Linked DNA regions of Mus musculus: all the other regions are linked to region 1. Evidence: chromatin contacts called from public Hi-C and promoter capture Hi-C data. All regions are on one chromosome and are shown on one strand. The core of a region is the stretch at or near the end of the contact, and the rest is flanking DNA. Distances in the headings are between cores, read along the strand shown. Region 1 holds the start of Rara (retinoic acid receptor, alpha). Region 2 holds the start of Rab5c (RAB5C, member RAS oncogene family). Region 3 overlaps Jup (junction plakoglobin). Region 4 holds the start of Psmb3 (proteasome (prosome, macropain) subunit, beta type 3).

What was found. Promoter capture Hi-C pulls out the DNA fragments that hold promoters and counts their contacts. Hi-C and Micro-C count contacts between places; a contact is called where the count stands out from the background.
Region 2: a contact with region 1 is called in a Hi-C map of B cells, with 7 read pairs. The contact joins the promoter of Rab5c here to the promoter of Rara in region 1. A contact is called at or near these places in 1 of 39 promoter capture datasets (liver), 1 of 484 Hi-C or Micro-C datasets (B cells) and 3 of 115 datasets of contacts at active chromatin or transcription factors (kidney, large pre-B cells and pancreatic cancer cells).
Region 3: a contact with region 1 is called in a promoter capture Hi-C map of embryonic stem cells, with 8 times the contacts expected there. The contact joins the enhancer-like site here to the promoter of Rara in region 1. A contact is called at or near these places in 5 of 39 promoter capture datasets (embryonic stem cells, liver and stem cell-derived epiblast-like cells) and 6 of 115 datasets of contacts at active chromatin or transcription factors (astrocytes, embryonic forebrain, embryonic stem cells and 1 more).
Region 4: a contact with region 1 is called in a Hi-C map of B cells, with 7 read pairs. The contact joins the promoter of Psmb3 here to the promoter of Rara in region 1. A contact is called at or near these places in 2 of 39 promoter capture datasets (liver and pre-B cells) and 1 of 484 Hi-C or Micro-C datasets (B cells).

Annotation. Positions count from the first base shown.
Region 1 is chr11:98,936,136-98,939,352 of GRCm38.p6, forward strand. It overlaps Rara (retinoic acid receptor, alpha), which reads left to right and starts at 1,561. Exons shown (of 9, transcript NM_009024.2): 1 at 1,561-1,744. Gm46294 reads right to left here. Exons shown (of 3, transcript XR_003949771.1): 2 at 1,789-2,067; 3 at 1,128-1,406.
Region 2 is chr11:100,736,720-100,739,936 of GRCm38.p6, forward strand. It overlaps Rab5c (RAB5C, member RAS oncogene family), which reads right to left and starts at 1,496. Exons shown (of 6, transcript NM_024456.5): 1 at 1,359-1,496.
Region 3 is chr11:100,388,707-100,391,923 of GRCm38.p6, forward strand. The region is part of intron 1 of Jup (junction plakoglobin); the gene reads right to left. Among named protein-coding and RNA genes, the nearest start is that of Jup, 7.5 kb to the right of the region's middle. Within about 2 kb of position 1,590, at least 102 of the 459 cell types and tissues checked have an H3K27ac peak or open chromatin away from gene starts, as enhancers often do. A contact at or near this core is called in astrocytes, embryonic stem cells and liver, where this site is marked.
Region 4 is chr11:97,701,885-97,705,101 of GRCm38.p6, forward strand. It overlaps Psmb3 (proteasome (prosome, macropain) subunit, beta type 3), which reads left to right and starts at 1,550. Exons shown (of 6, transcript NM_011971.4): 1 at 1,550-1,606; 2 at 1,904-2,088. The coding sequence starts at 1,604. n-TNgtt8 (a tRNA gene) reads right to left here and starts at 638; the gene lies at 565-638. It also overlaps a transcript of Pcgf2 not described here.

The DNA of each region.
Region 1 (3,217 bases), core at 311-2,810:
TCCTGATGATGGTGGGGCTCTGGCTGGAAGGCTTGACGGGGGCACGGGAGTGGGTGCGTGGAAGGGAATGGGTTAAGCGGCGGCCTCCACATCTGGGAGCCATTGACGCATTCTTGCCTGCTGAGCGCATGTTTGTGGATGGATCTGGACGGGACAGATCGGGGCGGGGCGGCAAGAGAGGGGCTGGGCGGGTGGTTCGCCCCGGCGGAAATCCAGACGGGAGCGGGAGACTGCGCTAGCCCAGCGGGGCGGCAAGGGTCTGGGGAAGCGCTGCACCGCTTTGCGGAGTTTTCCCTTGCGTCCGACCTCTGGACAGAGTGTCCCACGGACCTGAGCTGTGCTACCTACCTTCCAAGGCCGCCAGAGCAAAGCCACAGAGAGACAAGCAGATATTCTAGTTCTAGGCCCGGTTCAGACACCCATGCAACCGTGGACAAAATCCCATATGGGCCTCGGACCTCCTGTTCTTAGTCTGAAAATCCGGACATCGGATTAGACTGAGCGTCCCCAGGGTGGAGGCCTGGGTGTGTGGCACTTCCCTTGCCAGTGGGATGTCCTGTGGGGGGCAGTTGCCACTTCTCTGCCCGGGAACTCGGGTGAGGTAGGCACTGCATAGTGGACTCACCCTCCTCCAGTGCAGTGTTAGAGGTGGAAACCTTAACCTCCGGCTGGCCCGGAGGGGGCTTGTGACAGTTGGGAATTGAGGTCTGGAGATGGAGTGTGGTTCAGATCCTGTCCTCCTGGAACATGTATGAACTGCCCTCGGCCCTCAAGTGGGTCTTCTAGAATGGAGAGCGACTCCAGGCCGTCCAAAGAGCTGGCTTGGGGTGACCATATTTCTAGCTACTCGAAGGGATTCAGTTGAGCTAGAAATTTCCTCTAACCTACTCAAGCCGGAGAGGTGTTTGGGAAAGAAGGATGTTCTATGGAGAAGACGGTCTTCCCTTTGTACTTCGGCTTTACAGATGAGAAATACTAAGGTCCAGAGGAGCCAAGTGTTTTGCTCAAGGTCAGATAGCTTTCAGTTTCAGCTGGCCCCGGAGGATTGTGATTAGGAGAGACAGAGACTTGACAGCTGGGGCAGGAGTCAGTGCGTTCTCCATATTACACCACCTCCTTTCTTCCCAGGTTTGGTAGGTGTGTGTGATGTGTGTGTGTCTCTGTGAGTGTGGGCGTGTAGCGGGGTGGGGGGTGGGGAAAGGGAGTGTGTGTAGGATCCCGCACCCTGAGGTTCGTTCACCGCCGAGTCGTAATTTATTCTTTTCTCTGAACTTCACACCGCCCCCCCCCCCACACACACACACCCCGAATCTCTTTCTGGCGTGTTGAGGGAGGGATTCTCCCAGATTCCCACGGTCCGGCCACTAGCTGGAAGCGTCTCCTTTAAGACTCGCCCTTCCCTGGGTCTATTAAGGAGAGAGGGGCGGGTGTGAGCATGAGGACCCGCCCCCGGTTAGTGATTGGCCCGTGGCATGCAGGGGCGGGCCTGCGGCAGGGGGGCCTCCCTCCCACCCCAGCTCCATACCCTCCGCCCCCCCCAGTCTAGGGCTCCGGGTAAAGTTTCAGCCTCTGCACGTGACTCGCCATGGCCGCTGCCGTCGCCCCGCGCCCCTGAGCTGCGGCCCCCCGGACGGCTCCTCTCGGAGGACCCCACACCCCTGACGCCGGGCAGCGCCGCGGCGCCTGCTTGGGGCAGACCCTGTGCCCGCAGACACGCAGACGGGTTGCATCCCCTCGCTTCGAGGTAACCTCTCCCCTGGAACCCTGGGGAACCCTCGATTCTCTCACACTTCGGGGCCCGGTGGCCCACTCTGGATGGGAACTGCGGGCGGGGACTGGGTGCCCGGCAGTTTCGACGGGGACCTGGGGTTTCCTGGACTTCCCAGCCTGCCGCTGGCGTGTCCGGGGTTGGGGAGCCCCGTCTGCGCCGCGTCTTCGCGCGCACAGCCTTGAGGCTTCTGCGGCCGCCTGCCGCGCGTGTCCTCGGCGCTCCAGTCGTGGCGGATCTACTGCTGGGAACTCTCTTTTCTCTTCAAACCCAAACCAAACAAAAAGACTTCTTGAAACCTGTTTGGGGAGAGATCAGATGCCCAACGGACTAGCCCCCTCCTACTCTTTCTCCTGTTACCTGAGCCGCCCTGTGGTTTGGGGAGAATCAGCCAGGGGCCCACCCCCACCAGAGGGAACTGGCTGGGGGGGCGGGGCCCGCTCAGCTGGTGTCTCGGTTGGAGTGTGGGGGAGCCGTCAGAATTGGGTGCGGGAGCCAGAGCAGTTGGGTGAGACGCGCCTGAGTTTTGTGTTACTTGGGGCTTGTGGAAGCCTTTTGGGGTGAGGGAAGGACAGAATAGACTGGCCGACCTTGCTTCGCTGAGGATGTCTGGGATTTAGTGCCACCCACGAGGCTTGGAAGCTGCTAGCCAGATGTGTGTATGTTGAGGGGTGGTTGGCAGATCAGTTTAACTGTGTCTCCTTTTCTCTCTGGGCACTGCCCTGCTGTCTTACTGTTCGTGGGAAAGGGGGACAGATTCCCCAGTGTGCAAGGCTGGGGGTGGGGGCTAGCTCATATGGAAATAATTTAAAAAGCAACAACAACAACAACAAACTGAGTCTTGGGAAGTTTCTTGCCCTGCCCCTCCACTATTCATCCCGTCTTGGATAGGATGCCCAGCATGCTGGCATGGAAGGGATGGTACCCCTTGCTCCTTACCTGATGCCAGCTCCCGATGTTGCAGCCAGATGGCTACCTTCTACCTGTGGACCGTGTGCACATGTATGTGTGGATGTTTTCCAACAGAATTGCTACCCTTTGCTCTCAGTTCTGCCCTTGATCACCCCATCAGCCCGGGGATGGGACTCAGATTTGTCATCTTTTATCTTCACAAGGCAAAACTTGGGGCACGCGAGTGGGGGAGTGGCGGGGGAGGATATTATCCAGTAAGGACTCTGATGTCCTGTGAGGAAATTAGGGTTCAGACCCCCAAACTCCTCTTACTCCTCCAGGGCTTTGTATGGAGATGAAGCACGGAAGGCCCAGATTCGAGTGGGGGTGGCCTGGAGCCTTGGGGCTTCCCCTGGAGGGGTGGAGATGAGTAGGGGGAGGGAGCAAGAAGAGGTTCTGGAGTTATCTATGTAGCTCTTTCTCCTGAGGAATAGGGGGGGATGTGGAGTCACAGAGTTTGTGTCTCTGAAAGATGATGCACTGGGAGGGGTTGGCATA
Region 2 (3,217 bases), core at 246-2,745, 1.8 Mb after region 1:
TCAGATCTCAAAAAACCAAAAAAAAAAAAGTTGATCAGAGATGCCCAAGGACTGAATGGCTTTCCCACTCTTCCTCCACTGCAAGACAGCAAGGGTCAGCTGTGGCTTCAGAATCAGGCTACTCCTCAGGAAGGCAGTCTCTAACCTGTACTTTGGCCGCATAACAAGAGAACCTTCCAGCTTGGTCAGAGATACCAGCCATTTCACACACTTAAGTCCCAAGGAAAACACAAGAATCCTGTGTCAATACAGTAGGGGAACTGGCACTTTCCAGCACACATAAGCAATTCCTTTACGGACGAAAACTATACCTGCCACGGTGATGTGGACTAACTGCTCTGTGAAAAAGTCCAAGCCAAGAGGGGAGTGGAGACTCTGGTGAGGAATGGACCTGTTGCTCAAGTGTATAGTGGTGTGTGATTCAGGGTGGTTAAGAGATGGTGCCTCAATTTCACACTACTCCTATTTGGTCTATTCTCCACCCCTATAGATAAGCAGGCAGCAGTCTCTCTAAGGAAACCACTCACATGCTCTGGAAGGACAGGGCTGGGCCTGAAGCAGGGGGGAAGGAGGAGGGGAGACAGAAGATAATGAATGGGCAGATCCTCCCTGATCTGTGATCTGTCCCTAGGATTGAGCAGAGCTCAGCTAAATTCTTTAGAGGCAGGAAGACGAACACACACTGAGAGAACTTAAGACAGGGCTGGGGGCATAACGTGCAGTCCAAGGAGAAGGCTGCCATTCCGTCTAAGTGACCCAGAATTCAAACTCTGCTGAGGTCCTCGTAAGCTCAAGAGGAAGTAAGGAACTGTAAGCGCGCAAAAACACTTCTGTGCGTGTACAACACTCTCATTCCGACATCCCCCCCCCCCCATCCCCGCATCTCCGAAAGGAAATCGAGATAAAGATAATTTCAGGGCTGCAGGGGGACAACTGGGTTTTTGGTTGGGATTGGGGAGTGGGAGGCGTAGAACACAGGAAAGGAAAACCAGGAGAGACAGCACTCTCCGTCACCTCTAAAAGAGAAGGGGGACAGGTTCCTTCGCACCTGGTAAAGACTCTTTGATTTTGAAAGCTGAGGGGGTGGGGAGCGGAACTTAAGAGTCCCTCTCTCCCACAAGTGGACTGGACAGGCCAGAGGAGAGCCTCAAAAGACTCCCAAAGGCTCCCGAAGGACAGGTTAGCGAAGGAAAGAGGAGCTCCCCCTTTGGCCTGACGCCCTGGTGAGCCCCTAAGAGGGGGCTACGGGTCGGGGGAGGGGTCAGTGTCCCCCTAAGCTAAGGTTGGGCAGGAGGAAAGGGTACCCCAGGGAGGCTACCACACAAGTGAGACACTGGCCCTGGGACAGGCACACTCACCGCGGCTCCGGGCAGCAGCGTTACTTTGGGCCGGGGCTTCCACAGACTCCGCTCCTCTCCCCCCCACCCCCGGCGGTGTCCCAGGCTCCGGCCTCCACTTCCGCCTTTCAGCCGCTCCGGATCCGGATCTTCAGCTCTGCCCCGCCTCTCTATATTCCCAGGTGACTGACAGAAAGAACAGACCAATGGGAGACACTCCGATCCTACCCACAATCAACGCGGGAAAGGAGGGAGAGTGCGCGCGAGGGATGGCGGGACTTGTAGTTCTCCGCACAGGGAGGAGCCGGGGGCTGCCTGGCACTTGGGTTTTGGGTGGAACCGGCTGCCGGTGGGGCGGAGCCGGTCCAGGCCTGCTTATCGCGTCACTGCCAGTTCCAAGTGCCGCGAGGGAAGGCGTGTGGCTGAGCTTTCCAAGAGAGCAGACAGAGGGCTGTTCATGCAGAATTGAGAAAGGAAAAATATGATGTTCACGTAGCCGCGCAGACCGGTCGTGTGCCCTCGGCAACTTGGAGAAGCCAAGCCCGCCCAGGAGGCTGATTGTTGAGGACATTCTATTATAGGAAAGGCGATGGAGTCAGGTGTAATGGCTCGATCCGAAGGCAGAGGCTTGCAGATCTCTGTGAGTAACAGCTAGGGTTATGTAGTAAGATCCTGGCTTAAAAAAAAAAAAAAAAAAGAAAAGAAAAGAAAAAGAAAAAAGAAAGAAAAAAAAAAGGTGATGAAATCTCTGAGAGCTCTATAGAATGGGCTCTCTGGGGGCTAGCGAAACGGCTCGACAGGTGAAGATGCTTGCAGCCAAGCCTGACTGAGTGCCGTGCCCAGGACTCACATGGAGTAAGACAGACTCCCACTAGTTGTCTTTTGACAACCACCCATCCACCCTCCCTCCCGCTAAATACTTGAAGAAATGTAATTTTTTTTTTTTAAAAGAAGGAGTTGTCTAGAGGATACTAAATGGTTGAAAAGGAGACCTGCTGCTGCCAAGGGTTGCTCTCACTCTCTCTTCCTTTCACATGGGCTCTCACTATGTAGTCCTGATTGGCCTGGAACTTACTTTGTAGATGGGTTGTATTTGAATTCACAGAGATCCTCCTGCCTCTACTTCTGGAGTGCTGGGATTAAACACATGTGCAACCACCACGACAGACTAAGCTTTCTTTCTTAGGCTCTGTTCCCAAATATACCAGACCCCCTCATCTCCCTCACTCTGCCCCCAGTCAGAATTAGCGCTCCTTCAAAGACTACCTGTGTTCTCTCTACCCGTCACTATAGATGAAAACCACTAACCCTTCTACCACAGGTCAGTTCTGTTTCTGTTGCTTCTAATTCCTTCTGTATGAATTAGGACCACTTTTTGTTTGTTTGTTTTTTGTTTTTTGTTTTTCGAGACAGGGTGTCTCTGTGTAGCCCTAGCTGTCCTGGAACTCACTTTGTAGACCAGGCTGTCCTCGAACTCAGAAATCCTCCTGCCTCTGCCTCCCTAGCGCTGGGACTAAAGGCATGCGCCACCACGCCCGGCATGAATTAGGACCACTTCTGTTTAACCTCATCCTCCAACACTGGCCTCTTTCTGCATCTCTCTCCCGGGGATACTACTCAAAACTTTTATAAAATCAAAGCCCACCCCCAGAGACCATGTAATGCCTAGGGCATGGAACAGCATCAGTCATACCCTGAAAGTTTGAGCTGAAGAATAGACCTGTCTGGGACAGCCTGCCACAAAGCTGTGCCCACATCCAATTTCATCTTTATCACCAAGGTGCCAGTTTCCTACAACATATGCACCATATGACATGCACAGACCTACACAGAAATGTAAGCTAAGAGAAGACAGAGCTTGGGAGAGTGAATTCTTAGCA
Region 3 (3,217 bases), core at 340-2,839, 1.5 Mb after region 1:
AAGGGTAGCCTCAGGAGAGAGGGGTTCACTCACAGGCTGTTCCTCGGGCCCAGATGGCCAGGCCTGGAGCCAAGGGAAGCAAAGGCTGGAAAGTTGCCCAGGGCCAGGCAGAGGTCAAAGGATATCAGAGGGCAAGCATCCTGTTCTCTAATAGCCAGTGACTTCCAACCCTGCCGGTAGGCCTTTGCTGATTCCCAATTTATAGATGGGGAAACAGAGGCTCCAAGTTCCAGGAACGGTGGCACCATGCTCAGTGCTGAGTCTGTCTTACTTGCAGACTGGGGTTTAGTTCACTTCTGAGAGTCTGGGAGAAACTGAGCCCTCTGACCAAGGGGAGGAAGGGGAAGGTAAGGATGAGGGTGATCACAGGTGGCGGTCCTCCCCACCTATGCATTGGTCAGATTAGGGTCAGATTAGGGTCTCAGCTCTACCATATATGCTGGGAATCTCTGGGTGTTTTTGCTTTGTTTTGAAGGATTTGTTTATTTTTAATGCGCATTGGTGTTTTGCCTGCATGCATGTCTGTGTGAGGGTGTCAGATCCTCTGAAAATGGAGTTACAGATGGTTGTGAGCTGCCATGTGAGTGCTGGGAACTGAACTCGGGACCTTTGGAAGAGCTGCTGGTGCTCTTAACAGCTGAGGTGTCTCTCCAGCCCCTTTGGGTGTGTTTTGTTTTGTTTGTTTTGTTTTGCTTTTTCAAGACAGGGTTTCTCTGTGTAGCCCTGGCTGTCCTGGAACTCACTCTGTTAGACCAGGCTGGCCTCGAACTCAGAAATCTGCTTCCCAAGTGCTGGGATTAAAGGCGTGCGCAACCACTGCCCAGTATTGGGTGTTTTTTAATCTGAGAAAGGCTGGCCCCATGATCTCAGAAGAAGCACTGATGGCCAGATTCTAATAAGATGCGAAGGTTCCTGTGTCAGTGAAGGTTAGGCTAAGGGTGGGCAAGGTAGAGTTGAAAGCAGCTCAGAGAGTGGACACACCAGAAATCTTCACAGAGACAACTAGCTACTCTTGTAAGGGGAAGGCTGGTAGTCAGCCATCAGAGAGGATGGTCAATCAGTTTCACCATTCTCCCTACCAACTCAGAGAGCCTGGGACATTCTTCCACAACAAGCAAAAGTATAGGTTTGGCCATTCTCGGGGCGGAGAGGCCGCACCCAGTTAGGTCTCAGCATTCTTCACCCTGGAAACACAGGTCAGACCTTCTGCAATGCGCCCTGGACAGAACCAGGGTGGAAGTGAGGGAGACGGTGGGGGGTGGGGGGCCCTGCCCAGGCACTGGGCCAGAGATGGGTAGAGACAGAGACAGGGACAGGGCGGGTTTCCGAGTTGAAAGGGGGACCTTTGTTTAGCAGTGGGACTCTGCTCCATTGTTGGTGGCAGGGAGGAAGAAGCCAGTTTAGAGATCACAGGGTGGAGTAGGAGGAGGACAGGAAGAGAGAAGACACAGGCCCTTGAAGGGTATGCAAAGGTCCCTTCCCCCACTGGCTCCAGACTGGGGAGGGGGGGTGGTCAGAGCCCTGCCCTCCATGCCTGTTCTTCCATACAGCCAGCTGGGGTGCTGGCACCACGCACCCTCCGTCCAAGCTGTCCAGCAGAATGACGCCCAGTCCTGACTTTAAAAATAACCCCTCCAAGAGTGACAGCAGCCTCCGACCTAGCCAGCACCTGCAGGGACAGTCAAGCAACAGGCACAGCCACGCTGGGCTGCTAAGTGACAGTAAAACACCTAGAAACAGGCTCAGGAGAGGGCTGCCTGAGAGGCTGGGCTGGACCTGGATGCAGAAACAAAGCACGGGGCCACACATGGCAGGCAAAGCTGGGCTTCCCCTGGAGGTCCTTCGGGCTAGAGGTTGGCACCCTAGGCACACCCAGACCCACACACAGGCTTACATCAAAGCAGGAGAGCAGAGGGATAAACATCTTTACAAAGGGTCCCCATCAGAACCAACACCTAACTGGCTGTGGGCCTTTGGGCAAGTCAAACCATTTATGTAGTCATGGGACCCCTTTTCCTCAGACTGTATGTAACCTGAACATAGCTGCCACCCAAGCAGTAGCCAACCCCAACAGAACAGTCCCCACCTCAGAGTAAGGGCTTAGAGAGGATACCAGCCCTAAGCTTCCCTTCTCAATGCCTCTGGATCCAGCTGAGATACTGCCAACAGTCCCAAGGACAGAAAGAAACACACACTGTCATGGCTCGCACAGTCAGACATAGAAACTTCTAGAGACTGCTGATTCCACGAGGGAACCCCTCACTGTCCCCCCAACCCCAGCACCCCATTCTATCATGGTGAGAGGTTCCTGGGCAGACACCATGATTTCTATCACCAGAATGGCCCACACTGGTAAGAGAGGCAGCACAAGCTACTCGCGCATGGCCGATGCTGATGACCAGAGAAGACAAGGGATGTTTCAAAGGAACATTCTCACTTCCAGCCTGGAGGGCAGCCCAGGCCAGACCATGGCTGAGAAGAGGTCTGGAGTGGGAGAGGCTCAGGCCATGACCCAGCTGCTGTTTGTTCTCTTCTGGGCTGCTTCCCAAAGCAAACAGAGCCGGGTGGGAAAATGGAGGGGGCTATGTAGCAGAGGGAAGTGGCCTGACCTAGGAAACCTAATGGGTTCCCCTAACAGAGGGCTCCAGCTGCATCCCTGATGAGGACAGCATCCCAGGCCGGCAGATGAGCCCAAACCAGGACTCCTGGGAGTGGAAAATTACTCCAGCTGTTACAAGCCCCTAGCCAGCACCATTGGGCTTAGGCAGTCCCATTAACAGCAGTTGGATGCCAGCCAGTTAGAGTAGGATGTTACAGGCGTAGGGCTGGACAGGAGGGACCTGAACCCTTAGTCCCTGGACAACGCAGGCTGCAGCAAGCAAAAGCTTTGCAAGAAGGCTTCAAGCAAATGCCTTAGTTGGGGGGAGGGGCGGGCTGGAGAGATGGCTCAGCGGTTAAGAGCATTGACTGCTCTTCCAGAGGTTCTGAGTTCAATTCCCAGCAACCACATGGTGGCTCACAACCATCTGTAATGAGATCTGCTGCCCTCTTCTGGGGTGTCTGAAGATAGCTACAGTGTACTTGTCATATATATAAAATAAGTAAATAAAATCTTTAAAAAAAAATGCCTTGGTTGGGGCTGCTAGGATGGTTTAGCAGGTAAAGGTGCCTGCCTGCACCATAACCAAATGGCTTGAATTTTATCCACATGGCAGAA
Region 4 (3,217 bases), core at 300-2,799, 1.2 Mb before region 1:
CTTTTGTGTAGCTTTACTTCTGTGTCCCTTACACCTCTCCCTCTTGCAAACGATGCCCTTTGTTGATCTCTGTATTTATTTCCCCATCTTCCGCACTGTCTACTTAGGCCCCCTCATGGTATGCCTTTCTCTGTAGATCACAGCTAGGTTCTTCCTCCTTCCACTCTTTTATCCCTCACTTTGTTCCTGTGGTTTTTTTCCTGACTGTTTCCATCCACCGGGACAGATTTCCTCTTTCAAGTTGCTATCGTCCACTGATGCAGACAATGGGAAGCTGTCCAACCTCCGCAGCAAAATTTATTCTTAATCCAAGGAAAATTGCATTGTTAAACATGGCAGTGAGACAGAAACTTGGCTTTGCCTTTCTGTCATCCTGATTGGGAGAAAGAATAGTGAGAGGTGGTGAGGAGACGTTAGGGATAGATCCATTCACTGACCATAGACGGATTTCTAAATACAGTGACCATCTGGGTTGGTGTATCACAATTATTGCTTCTGGTACCTCGGTACCGAATGTGGCTTTGGAGCATTTGCGATTTAAAAAAAAAAAAAAAAGGCCGAGACCGTCCCTGGGTGGGCTCGAACCACCAACCTTTCGGTTAACAGCCGAACGCGCTAACCGATTGCGCCACAGAGACGGTGACAGTTGTTTGTGAGGCAGAGAGCCGAGTCAATAGTACTGAGCCGATATGGCGCAAGACCAGTCACGACGCAAGCAGTTACAGTAGCTTAGAAACCCAGCGGAACAAAATCTGATCTCGAAGAACAGCGAATCGAGGCTGTGGCGGAGGGAACAGTGGTTGTGCAAGGGAAGGGAAAGCAAGGGATGCACACGTCCCACCTGGGCTGCCCTGGAGCCGTTGGCCCAGGCTATCCTCGGTCAGTGTCTAGGATGTGGCACAGAACGTTCCTTTGTAGAGTGAACAGAGACTTAGGGCTACGTCTGTCGGCCAGCAGGGATTGGGAGTGAGAGACTCCAAACGCTGAACAACCTGTAGCTCACTCCCGTAAAACAAAACAAAAGCTCCATTCTGGAACTAAACCCTCCTAGCACGAACCCTCGGCACGATCTTCCCATTCTGCAAAGAATGGGCGCCTTCGGTATACTCGGTGCCGATAGGTTAATTGGCGCCTGCAAAAATCCCGGTGAACAGTAAGGATTTGTGAATGAACACTGGAAGTCGGGTAGCTTGAGTAAAATGCCTAACTCCTGCAGCACCACGGTAAGCGCCAGCTTACCTACTCTGCTTACAGCACCAGCCCCACAAGGCCTGTCCCAAGCCCACGTGTTGCAAACTCCGCCCCTAAACGGGATGGCCCGAACTCCAGGTCCGCCAAGATCCCAACATGCCCCGGACCGTAGGCTCTTCCGCACTCACAGTGACTTTTCACTTTCCGCTTTCCATACCTCCGTTTTGGTGTCTCAACCAAACTATGCATATTTGTGACTGACGGCATGAGTGTCCAATAGAAAGCTGAACTAGTCAATCCGAGTCGGCCCGCCAGCCAATGGGGAGGATTCGGCAAGAGCGTTGACCCTGAGAAAGCCAGAGCCGGTTTGCAGGCAACGCTGTGGGGATCGGGCTTCCACTCCAGCGCAATCATGGTGAGATCGGGGAGTAAGGAAAGGAGTCTGGGATGGGAACTGAAAGCAAGGACGAGTAGTGCTTGGGTTCGGGACGGGGAGAGCCTGGTGGTCAGTAGAATGCACATGGGAGTACCGTGCAGATGAGTGCGGTTCCTGGGTGCCCCACCGGGCCCATCTCAGGGCTGGAGCTCCTGGCGTCCTGGCTCCTCCGGAGTGGAGGGCACGGGTATATGAGCTTTGGGGACCAGAACTGATGTGAAGGTTATGGTCCCACTTAGCTCCACGAACTGAGCCCCTTGATTTGTTTGTCCCCAGTCTATTATGTCCTATAATGGAGGGGCCGTCATGGCCATGAAGGGAAAGAACTGTGTGGCCATCGCTGCAGACAGACGTTTCGGGATCCAGGCCCAGATGGTGACCACGGACTTCCAGAAGATCTTTCCCATGGGTGACAGGCTCTACATAGGCCTGGCCGGCCTGGCCACTGACGTCCAGACAGTGTAAGTGTCTCCAGCCCCACCTTCACCCAGGTTTCTTCGTTGAGCAGCCCGATATCAGCCATCTGCCAAAAGCCACGATTGAGTGTGAGACTCAGCTGAACACCACAGCGTTACGGAGATGGGTCCTAACCTATGTTTTTCTGGCATTACCTTGTGCTCTGCTCTTTGTGAAGAAGCATTTTTGTTAGGGAGTCCCTTAATCACCGTCTTAATATTACTGGCGAGCCGTCTCATTCTGCAATTGAAAAAAAAATTGAGACCTTCCTTCAAGATGCACAGTAATGAACGTCAGCCAGAATCCTACTGTAGGTCTTTCTAAAGACCGTGGGCACTCGCTAAACCAGTAGGCGGCTGGCAAAGCAGACATACCGAACGATAACTAACCATGATGAGCTGTTGGGTTTTAACTGCCCACTTTACTTACCTAGTTGACAGTGCTTATGTGATTTGAGTGATGGGAGGGTCTGAGAGGGGAAACGGGTTGTCTGTGATGGCCCCAGTGTGCTGGTTCTGATCGCTGTGGTTGGTGGTGGGAACTTTAAAAACACAATTCATTGATTATTATTTTACGTGTATGTGTGTCTGTGCACCACATGTGTGCAGTGACTGCAGAGGCTAGAAGAGATTGTTGGACAACCTTCCCCCCCAGCAACCCTCATGACCCAGCTTGAATTACAGGTGGTTGTGAGCCACCATGTGGGTGCTGGGGATAGAAAGCTGGAAGAGCAGTCAGTGCTCTTCATGCCTGAGCCATCTCTCCAGCCTCTACATTTATTATTATTATTATTATCATTTTATTGTTTGTATGCCCGGGTTCCACAGCCCTGTGTGAAGGTCAGAGGACAGCTTGCAGAAGTTGGTTTTGCCTTTCCATCATGTGGTTCCAGGCATTGAGCTGCTTAGGCCTGGCGTAGGTGTTACTGCCCACTGACCCATCCCACCATCTCAAGGATGGGATGCTGTGAGTTGCTGAAGAAAGACTCATTCATTGATTCACTGAGCATCGAGGTCAAGAGTCAAGTCTTGCCCTGACCCCCAACCCTGGTACTAGAAATTGAAACCAGGATTTTGAAAGCTTAAGCACATGATATGCTATTGAGTTACATCCTCAAACCCAAGCCCTCATGTT